Regions from separate parts of the Mus musculus genome. Here region 2 is linked to region 1. The links are chromatin contacts, called in public HiChIP or PLAC-seq maps. All regions are on one chromosome and are shown on one strand. The core of a region is the stretch at or near the end of the contact, and the rest is flanking DNA. Distances in the headings are between cores, read along the strand shown.

The links. HiChIP or PLAC-seq counts read pairs in DNA pulled down with a chosen protein or histone mark.
Region 2: a contact with region 1 is called in an H3K27ac HiChIP or PLAC-seq map of embryonic stem cells, with 10 times the contacts expected there. The contact joins the enhancer-like site here to the promoter of Grsf1 in region 1. A contact is called at or near these places in 2 of 39 promoter capture datasets (embryonic stem cells and hippocampal neurons) and 4 of 115 datasets of contacts at active chromatin or transcription factors (embryonic forebrain, embryonic stem cells and forebrain).

What each region holds. Positions count from the first base shown.
Region 1 is chr5:88,673,552-88,678,234 of GRCm38.p6, forward strand. Grsf1 (G-rich RNA sequence binding factor 1) reads right to left here and starts at 2,620. Exons shown (of 10, transcript NM_178700.5): 1 at 2,207-2,620; 2 at 142-298. The coding sequence starts at 2,560.
Region 2 is chr5:90,243,309-90,247,991 of GRCm38.p6, forward strand. It overlaps Ankrd17 (ankyrin repeat domain 17), which reads right to left. Exons shown (of 34, transcript NM_030886.2): 29 at 1-1,186. Among named protein-coding and RNA genes, the nearest start is that of Cox18, 22 kb to the left of the region's middle. Within about 2 kb of position 2,308, at least 20 of the 459 cell types and tissues checked have an H3K27ac peak or open chromatin away from gene starts, as enhancers often do. A contact at or near this core is called in embryonic stem cells, where this site is marked.

The DNA.
Region 1 (4,683 bases), core at 1,370-3,869:
ATTCAGTCTTAAATCTGCATGTTCTGCATATAGCATCAGCACATGGTATGGAAGGGTCATTATCAGCCAGAACGGGACTATTCCTCACCCTCACAGCTGCCTCCAACAAAACTGCTTCTTTAAAACAGACGTAAGACATACCTGAGAAAAAGTTAAGAACATCTTCCACAGTGCAGGACCACGGCAGCCCCTGAGCTCGAATGAGATAAACATCATCCACCTCGTCTCCTAGCTTGGATGGGCTCAACTCGTACTCAGGCAGTGGTGGGAGGTCTTCCAGGTAGGTAGTTTTGGATTCCTTTCAAGAAGAAAACAATCGTAAAGACATTTCTTTGACAACCTACTTAGAAAAACTGCTTAACTCTACAAACAGATGCAGATGAGATTATTTCAGAGGTGAGAAGCACACTTCTCCACCCTCTGGTTTTGTTTCGTTTGAAAAGTGTTCGCCCATGTGGCCTAGGCTACCCCAAATGCACCACCATCCTGCCACAGTCTCCCAAGTGCTGGCTACCAGGCTAGCTATACCAGGATGGCTTTGGTTTACGTTTATATTTTATATCCTAAGGTGATATACAAGTACATTCCAGTGGTAGTACTACCACTAAGGGCAGGGCTACTTTCCAAACCCTGGGAGTAAGAGTACTTTCATTAAAAGCCATACAATGACAAATTATACCGCTTAATTGAAAATCACCCCATACACAAAACACAACCTCAAACCATCATCTCAAAGCACTGATTATCTGGAACAAGGCAAGATACAGAACAAGATGCCTTAAGTGTTATAATAAAAATACAAAATCCTGTAAATTAAAAAAATAGAAAACTACAGGGGAAAAAAAGAATAAAGATGGGAGATATAAAAGATAGGACATTACAATTTGGGAGGGGAGGGGAAGTGTTAGCATGTGAAAAACAGCAAACACATTTGCCCAAACTGGACAGTAAAATGAAGAGCCAAAGGCAAAAGGCACAGCAGCTGGCTATTTTGTGTTGGGCTCTATGAAGGGATACTTCACTTTGTAGGCAAAGGAAGTTAATAAAAAGGCATTGGGACATGGGTAAACGCCTTGAAAAGACTAATGTAAGAGAAAGTGGATAAGGGAAAAAAACAGAAAAGGCAACAGCAGAGACAGGCGCGGCAGGGGGCTCAAACTGCTACTTTCTGTTTCCCCAGAATTCCATAAACATCTTTACAAAATAAATAAGTAAATAAATAAATAAATAGTGCAGCAGAAAGTATTGGGCCGGGATTCAAATCAATTAGCTCAGCTACTGGCAGACATCAGCCATGCAGATGAACCACCCAGATATCACTAATTCAAGCAGACGCAAAACTAAATTAAGATAAACATGGCCAGTGGCGTTACCAGGTTAGGTAGACACTTCCCAGATGCCACATAAACCGCAAAAGAGAAATGTCCCACATATACAGAGGACCAAATATTTGCAATATGAATTCTTACAATGTCTTTCTGAAAAGACGGGAAACAAGGGAAAAGATCGTGGAGTGACAACCGAAGCCCCCAAGTCCTCACCCACGGACGCCCCCGCCCCACACACACACGTTCTCTCCCAGTTTCCCACGGTCTCCCCACAGCTCTCCGCGTCCGCAGAGCCCCGCTGCACCAAAGGTCCTTCTGTCAAGGCGAGTGGACTTGCAGAGGTGACCTTCAGTCAGGTGGACCGCCCGCCTCTCCCCGCGGACAAGGGAGAGGGACGCGCGGGGGCTGTCCCAGGCTAGCCCACGCTCCCGTGCGCGCGGGGCTGCGCGTCGGTGGCCGGCCGAGGAGGCCCGAGCCGCCCGGCCTACCGCTCCCACCGCACGCACGGCCGGCCCCGACCCTCCGCGGGCTCTGGCCGCTCAGCTTCACCTCCAGCGGGCATAAGGCTAGGGGGGAGTCGGGGTGGGGGGCGTCGGCGGCGCCCCCAAAACCTACCATGGGCCCGGCGGGAAACAAGGCCTCTACATTCACCCCAGCCACACTTACACTGCCCAACCGCCCAGACTCGGAGGGAACAAAACAAGAAGAGCCGGGGCCGTGAGAGCGTCCCTTGTTCCCGTGCCCAATAGGAGGACGGAGCGGGAGGGAGGCGGGGGTGCGGTGCGTGCCGCGGATCCCCGGGCGCGCACGCGGGGCGCTCGCGGACAGACCGACGCGGGCGCGCGGCCGCCGAGGGTCCCGCGCGCGGCGCCACGTACCTGACTGTAACCCCGCGCCGGGCCCGCGGCGGCTGCCAGCGATCGCGGAAACAGCGGGGCGCGCAGGGCCGAGTAGGACGCGGCGGCGGCCGCGGCGGCGGAGGGACGGGCAGGGATGGGACCCGCCAGCCTCCCGGCGGCCGCAGGCCCGAGCTGCAGGCCCCGCGTCTGCGAAGCGGCGGCCGCGGCGGCCCCGAGGAGTAGCAGCAGGCGGCGGCGGCCAGAGACGCCCGACGGGAAGGTGCCGGCGGCGGAGTAGAAAGGCAGGCAGGCGGCGCCGGTCCGCCGGCAGCTGCTGCAGTTGCAGCCGCAGCCCCGGAGCAACGCGCCTAGCACCCAGCGCGTCCCGGCCATCGGCTCCGGAGGCGGCGCGGGGCCTGGAGGTGGCCGCTGTGGCGCGAGCGGAGGGGAAGTGGAATCCAGGGCGGGGGAGGGGGCACCGGGCACATGCGCCGCGCGCACCCGGGGCTGAGACGAGGCTCGGAGGCGGAGGTGAGCGAGCGGCCCCGCCCAGGCTCCGCCCTCGGGGCGGGGCTTTCCCGCCGGTAAGGGTGTGGGTGGGGTGACCTGAGCGCCTCCAGAGTGGAAGTTGTCCCAGGCTCTCCTGCTCAGGTTAGAGCTGAGGTCTGCGGGTCACCGAGGCCCGGCGAAGTTTCCGGAAGGAATGGGTTACCTAGCTCTAAAACGTTTTGGGACGACGCTGAGGGGGCGTTGATACCCCAACCTCAAAATTCGTGCAGAAGGCCAACTTTGTTTTGAACGGAAGCACTGATTTTATAGTATATGTGAGATATGTATATAATATTTATCATATATTATATAAAATAAAGCCTTCCTTAGACAATATAGTCACAAGTGAAGGTGTAGAGATTTGCAAATAAATACATGAGTGGTTGTGCAGTTTTCTCCTATGTGGCAAGGACCTGTCAAAGGTAAAAAAATAAAAATAAAAAACTAAAGACAAATGGGAGTTCTTAGAGTAAAAATATGAAGGAGAGGCTGATTGGTTGTGGCGGGGGTGGGGTTAGGAGGCATCTCTGTGACTGGGTAGTGTAGTTCCGTGGCAGGGTAATCGCTTAGATCACCCCAACCTCCTCGTGGGGGTGAGGAGACCAATATAGGGCTCTCTATCGTGGAAAATCTTAACATATTTCAAAGTTTTTGAAATTCAATTCTTGTTCAACTTCCAGAAGTAAAGAAACCGCCTACATTTTCCACTGTTTCACCTTTATCCCAGTGCCAGCTCTAAAACTTTTTTTTTTAAGTTAACTATGTAATGGCAGTCATCCTATGGTATTCATCTTAAAACAATACGGACTTTTTTATTATTAGTTTAATGTATTAATATATGGGTGTGGCCACGGAGACCAGACAAGGGCATCGGATCCCCTGGCCCTGGAGTTAGAGACAGCAGTGAGCCATCATGCAGGTGGTGGGAGTTGAACCTGGGTCCTCTGAAAGAGCAGCCAGCACTCTAGACCCATAAGCCATCTCTCCAGCCCCAGTACAGACTTTTGAAAGGTTACGTTCTGATAAGTTACCTTTGAGACATTTAAGATGGTTGGGCTTAAACTTTGGCTTGTTTACTCTGGACTCCTTTTAGATTTAAGAAAACCAGGTATTTCACAAATGAAAACATATTTCTGTCCAAGAAGGAAAGAATAGAAAACCTGACCGGCTTGTTCCTTTTATACCCGAGATGTGTAGAAGAGGTTCTTCCTCTTTTCTTCGGTGAGACACAAACCCTAAAGCAGTGGCTGGCAACCTTCCGAATGCTACATCTTTACAACAGCTCATCTTGTGGTGCGCCCCCCCCCCAACCATAAAAGTATTTTCATTGCTACTTCATAATTGCAATTTTGCTGCTGTTGTGAATTGTAAATATCTGTCTTTTTTCCATGGTCTTAGTTGGCACCTGAGGAGCAGATCTCAACCCACAGGTTGAGAACCTCTGCCCTAGAGGTTTTTCTTTTCCTGTCAGGCTGGGGACCAGAGATGCCTCCCGAACCCTCCGTAAGACGTTTTCCACTGAGCTATACATTCCCAGCCTGGTTCTATTAAACGTTTCTCTTTTGTATTGCATCTGTGTGTTTATCGTGGGTCCCCAGGCCCACAGTGCTGTGGCAAGTGCTCTGTCCCTCCTTCCATGTGGATCTCAGGCTTGGCAGTAAGTGCTTTACCCACTCAGTCATCTCAACAGACCCTACGCTTTGCTTTCAGGAGAGAAAATGGGCTATCCCTTCGTTGCTGATTATCCCAGAACACAAACTTGTAGAATTATTGCAGATTCTGCTCCTATTACATTCCCTTGCTGCTTGTGTGTGTGCTGTGGAGGCCAGAGGTCCACATCAGATGTCTTCCTCCGTCACTCTCTACCTTGTTTTTGGACAGTCATCACTGAACCCGGAGCTCACTCTTTCCACGGACCCGCCTGTCCAGAGACACTCCCCAGAGTCCCTCTACCTCCTCAGCACTGA
Region 2 (4,683 bases), core at 1,058-3,557, 1.6 Mb after region 1:
TTTAGGAGGCTGGGAGCATCCCATTTGTGTCTGAGGCATAGGGTACGTCACAGGCGCAGTAGAAGGCACCGCCACTGGAGCAGAACTTGTTGCTGTAGGAGGAACAGTCATTCTCACATCCGGGGAAGGAACCTGAGACTGCTGAAGAGGGGGTCTTGGCTCCTGAGGAACAGATCCCGGAGGCTGCTGCTGAGTGGAATGACCTGATGAGCTCCCAGAAGAACTGCTGCTGTGTGGGGGTCTGCTATTTGCAGGTTCTACTACTGGTGGACTGCTTGCTTCCTGTTCGGAAGCAGATGCCCCTTTATTTGGGGATGCTGATCCACAATCCAAAGGGCTGTTTCTAGAAACCCCTCCTGGCTGGGCTGGTGGTGATGGGGAAGATGGGGATGATACTGGATAGTGTTCTTTGGCAGTAGGCATAGGATATGTGGCGTTTGTGGGTGCGGTGCTGTTGTTGCTTGCTGTAGTTGTGACTGTTGTGGTTGTGGCATTGGATGTCTTCACAACTGTGACAAAAAGCTGCCTTCTGACTGAAGGAGAACTTGGACTGCCATTTGAAGTTGTACCAGGCACCGCTGAAGCTGATGAACTGGCTGTAGTTGTTGGACTTGAAGTTAGAGAACCTGCTGAATTCACCTGAGAACCACTGCTATTCTGATTGCTATGGCGAGGCACCATGTGAGGCTTAGGCGAGTTAGTAGCTCTGGCAGGGCTCAAAGGCCTGACAGGAAAAGGACCCCAAGTGGACTGAGCTGGTGGGAAAGTACCTCCAAAGTGGGTCATGGGCAACCGTGGTGGACGGATCTGCTGGAAAGTCTGAGCAGCAAGCAAAGCGTGTGCAAACTGTGGAGGAGGATATGCTAATGGAAGAGAAACTGGAAACCCAGGCCTCACATTATTCACAGGGTTCTTAATGGTTTTGTGAGTGGATGCAGAAGAGATGGCAGGAACGGTGAGTGCAGTGGCAGTCTGAGATGTCGACGACAGAGCTACAGTTGTCATTTTGATCCCCATTAAGGAACTGTTAGCAGCAGTGGTGGTAGGTGCTGAGGACCCGATTTTGGAATTTGCTGTGGAGCTTTTCAAACGATTCTTTGGAATAAGTTCATCAATTTCTTTGTCTGGATCCTTGATCAAAGCATTGATCAACTGAGTTGCTTGTCTTGTTGATTCAGTGCCACCCCTGCATGTTGATCAACAGATAAAAAAATGGCCCCCAAATTAGCCTTAATTTCACTACTTTCTAGTAGTACAGTCTATCATTCTCATGTAGACATTTACATGTATGCATGTATAAACACACATTAAACAGGTAAACCAAACACACACACACACACACACACACACACACACACACACACACACCCCTTAAGTGACTTAAAAAAAAGATTATGTCCACATGTATAACTGTTTAGACAGTTGTAAGCCACCAAGTAAGTGTTGGAAACCATGTCTTCTATAAGAGCAGTAAGTGCTCTTAACTCCTAAGCCACTGTCCCAGCCTCTATTTTATTTTTAAAGAAAAAAAAATCTTCCCATTGTTTCCTTAGACTAAAATGTTATTTCTCCTATTGTAACATGATTTATCATTAGGAAACAGATTATACATAAAAGCTTGTGTGGCCTACAATAATATTTTGAAGATAAATATACGGTCAATAACTAGAACTGGTACTCAATGCCAATAGTACCAGCAGAAGAATGATCTGTGAGTTCCAGGCCAGCCTGAGTTACTTACTGAGAGCAGGCCTTAAAAGAAAAAGGGGAAAAGAAGGTAAGCCTAGAGTGTTGGTGCAAGACTTTAATCTTAACACTTAAGACATAGCCTAGTAAAGAGTTACATAGAAAGCCTGCCTCAAAAAGGGTGATGAATATTTAAAACAATCTTATTAAAAAGTTGGAATTGGCCGGGCAGTGGTGGCGCACATCTTTAATCCCAGCACTTGGGAGGCAGAGGCAGGCGGATTTCTGAGTTCAAGGCCAGCCTAGTCTACAGAGTGAGTTCCAGGACAGCCAGGGCTACACAGAGAAACCCGGTCTCAAAAACAAAAAAAAAAAAAAAAAAAAAAAAGTTGGAATTGTAGCTCATTGGTGAGAATTTACATTCAATTTTTAACACTGTAAAATCAAAAAACAAAACACCAATGTTCAAGTAAACATGAAACACTTTACAACTAAGCAAGGGAAGAGGATTTGGTCGTTGATCTTAGTATCTGAGATAAGTTTACTGCCTAAATGGCTTCCCTATGAACAGCATTGGAGGACAACCTCTCAAAACAAGTGAGGAATTCTAACAATGCCAGCAACAACAATGACAGCAAACTAGAACGTTGGCTCTTCAGGAAAACGCCCGATTTAAGTTTACATATGGAAACCTCAAGAACAAATGACCCAGAAAGGGTATTTACTTGCCTTTCCTCTGGATTCTGCAAGTTAATCTAGCAGAGGAAAAGGTGAAAATGAAATGGATTAAATGTCTCCCTACTTTAAAGAAAAAAAAACCTGTAAGTCCTAGTATACACTCAGTTGAAAACCCACTTTTCCTTCCCTCCCTCCCTCCCTTTTTCTTTCTCTCTCTCTCTTTCCTTCTCTCTCTCTCTCTCTCTCTCTTAAATAATTTATTACTTTTTATTTTATGGGCATTGGTGTTTTGCCTGCATGTCTGGATACCCTGGAACTGGAGTTATAGACAGTTGTGAGCTGCCGTGTGGGTGAGGGGAATCGAAACCTAGTTCTCTGGAAGAGCAGTCAGTGTTTTTAGCTGCTGGGCCATCTCTCCTCCGACCCTACCCTGAGAACCCGCTTTTCAAAATGTACTTATACTATAGCTATTTTAAGTACAGCTTTTGCATCCTTATAATGTCGTAAACTGTCATCTTTATTCTTGGAGTATTTCAGCAGACACACTTGTTGAGTTTTCAGGTTAAATATTTACACTGCCACTACTGATTATGTTACATTAATAAGTTCAAATTCTAAGGATATCATTTCACAACAAAAATCTATAAAGTAATTGAGAGAAAATAACTCCCTGCTTTAAAATGTGTAAGAAATTTATTACTCAAGAATCTAGACAAATTTTTAACTATCTCAAATTTTTATAACATTATTTAAAACATATCATAAGAATGTATTCATTAGAAAAAATCCTGAGAATAATATTCCCAAAGACTCATACTTTGGGGGATGGGATGTGTATGTGGGGGATAAGGTCTCCCTACAGAGCTCTGGCTGTCCTGGAAATCATTATAAAGTCCAGGCTGGCCTTAAACTTAGAGTTCTGTCAGCCTGCCTCTGCTGAGATTAAATACCTGTATTACAACTCTTCTAAAACTATAATCTTTTAAATACATAAAGGCTGAGGAGATGCCAGTGATGGTTTGTTTATGCTTGGCCCAGGGAGTGGCATTATTTGGAGGTGTGGCCTGATTGGAGTAGGCGTGTCACTGTGGGTGTGGGCTATGACCCTCACTGAGCTGCCTAGAAGCCAGTATTCTGCTAGCAGCCTTCAGATAAAGAAACAGGACTCCCAGCAATGCCTGCAAATGCCGGCCTGGATGCCACCATGTTCCCGCCATGATGATAATGGACTGAATGGACCTCTGAACCTGTAAGCCAGTTACATGTTGTTCTTATAAGAGTTGCCTTGGTCGTGGTGTCTGTTCACAGCAGTAAAACACTAAGACAGAAGTTGGTACCAGGGACTGGGGTACTGCTGTGATCGGCCTGACCATGTTTTTGTTTGGAAGAATGTAGATTTTGGGACTTTGGATTTGGAAAGCACTGGAATGCTTTAAGTGGGTCTTAATGGGTCATCCTAGAAGGAATGTGGAAGACTTTGTTGCTGAGAGTGGTTTGAACTGTGACCATCTGACCCACGAGGTTTTAGTGGAGAATTTCAGTATGTGGCCTAGAGACTGTTTTTGTGGTTCTTTGGTGAATGTGACTTTTTTTTTTTTTGCATTGTCCTAGGAGTCTGCCTGAGGCCAAGAGATTTAGATTCCTTTGAAAAAGGAAGTCTCAAAACAGCCTGGGGTAATTTCTGTTGTATGGTTACTAAAGTTCACTCTTATGAAAAACATTTTAATGAAAAGGAACAAGCTGAGAAGAAAGGACAAATATAAAATATATGGTTGGAATATTAAAGGGGCACTCAGAAGTAAAATGGAGCTGAATCCTGTGTTCACAGATAGTAAATGAATTAAGGGAGTAGTGAGTGACCTTGGAGCAAAATCCACCCAGCTAAGTTTAGGGCCAGGCATGGAAGTACACACCTTTACTCCCAGAAGAGGAAGACAAAATGTGAGTTCAAGGTCCAACAGAGCAAGTTCTAGGTGAACAAAAACTTAAATCCTGGCTTGGTGGACCACACCTTTAATCCCAGTGTTTTAGGAGAGAGGCATACAGATCTATGAGTTCAAAGTTAGTTCTCTGAGTTCAAAGTCAGTCTACAGAGCAAGTTCCAGGACTGCCAAGCTTAGGCAATGAAGGAGTTGGGAAACAGAAAGCTGGTGAAAATATAATAGAATACAAGAGTAGGCCATGTTCCAGCCCCAGCAAAAAGCAGAACTCAGCAACTTTGGTTATTTGGCTCTGGCTTTAAGAGTCCAGAATAGAAGAGACTACTGGATTAAATGATGCTGGTTAGCTGGAGATAAGAAATTAGTGGTGAGGGGGCTA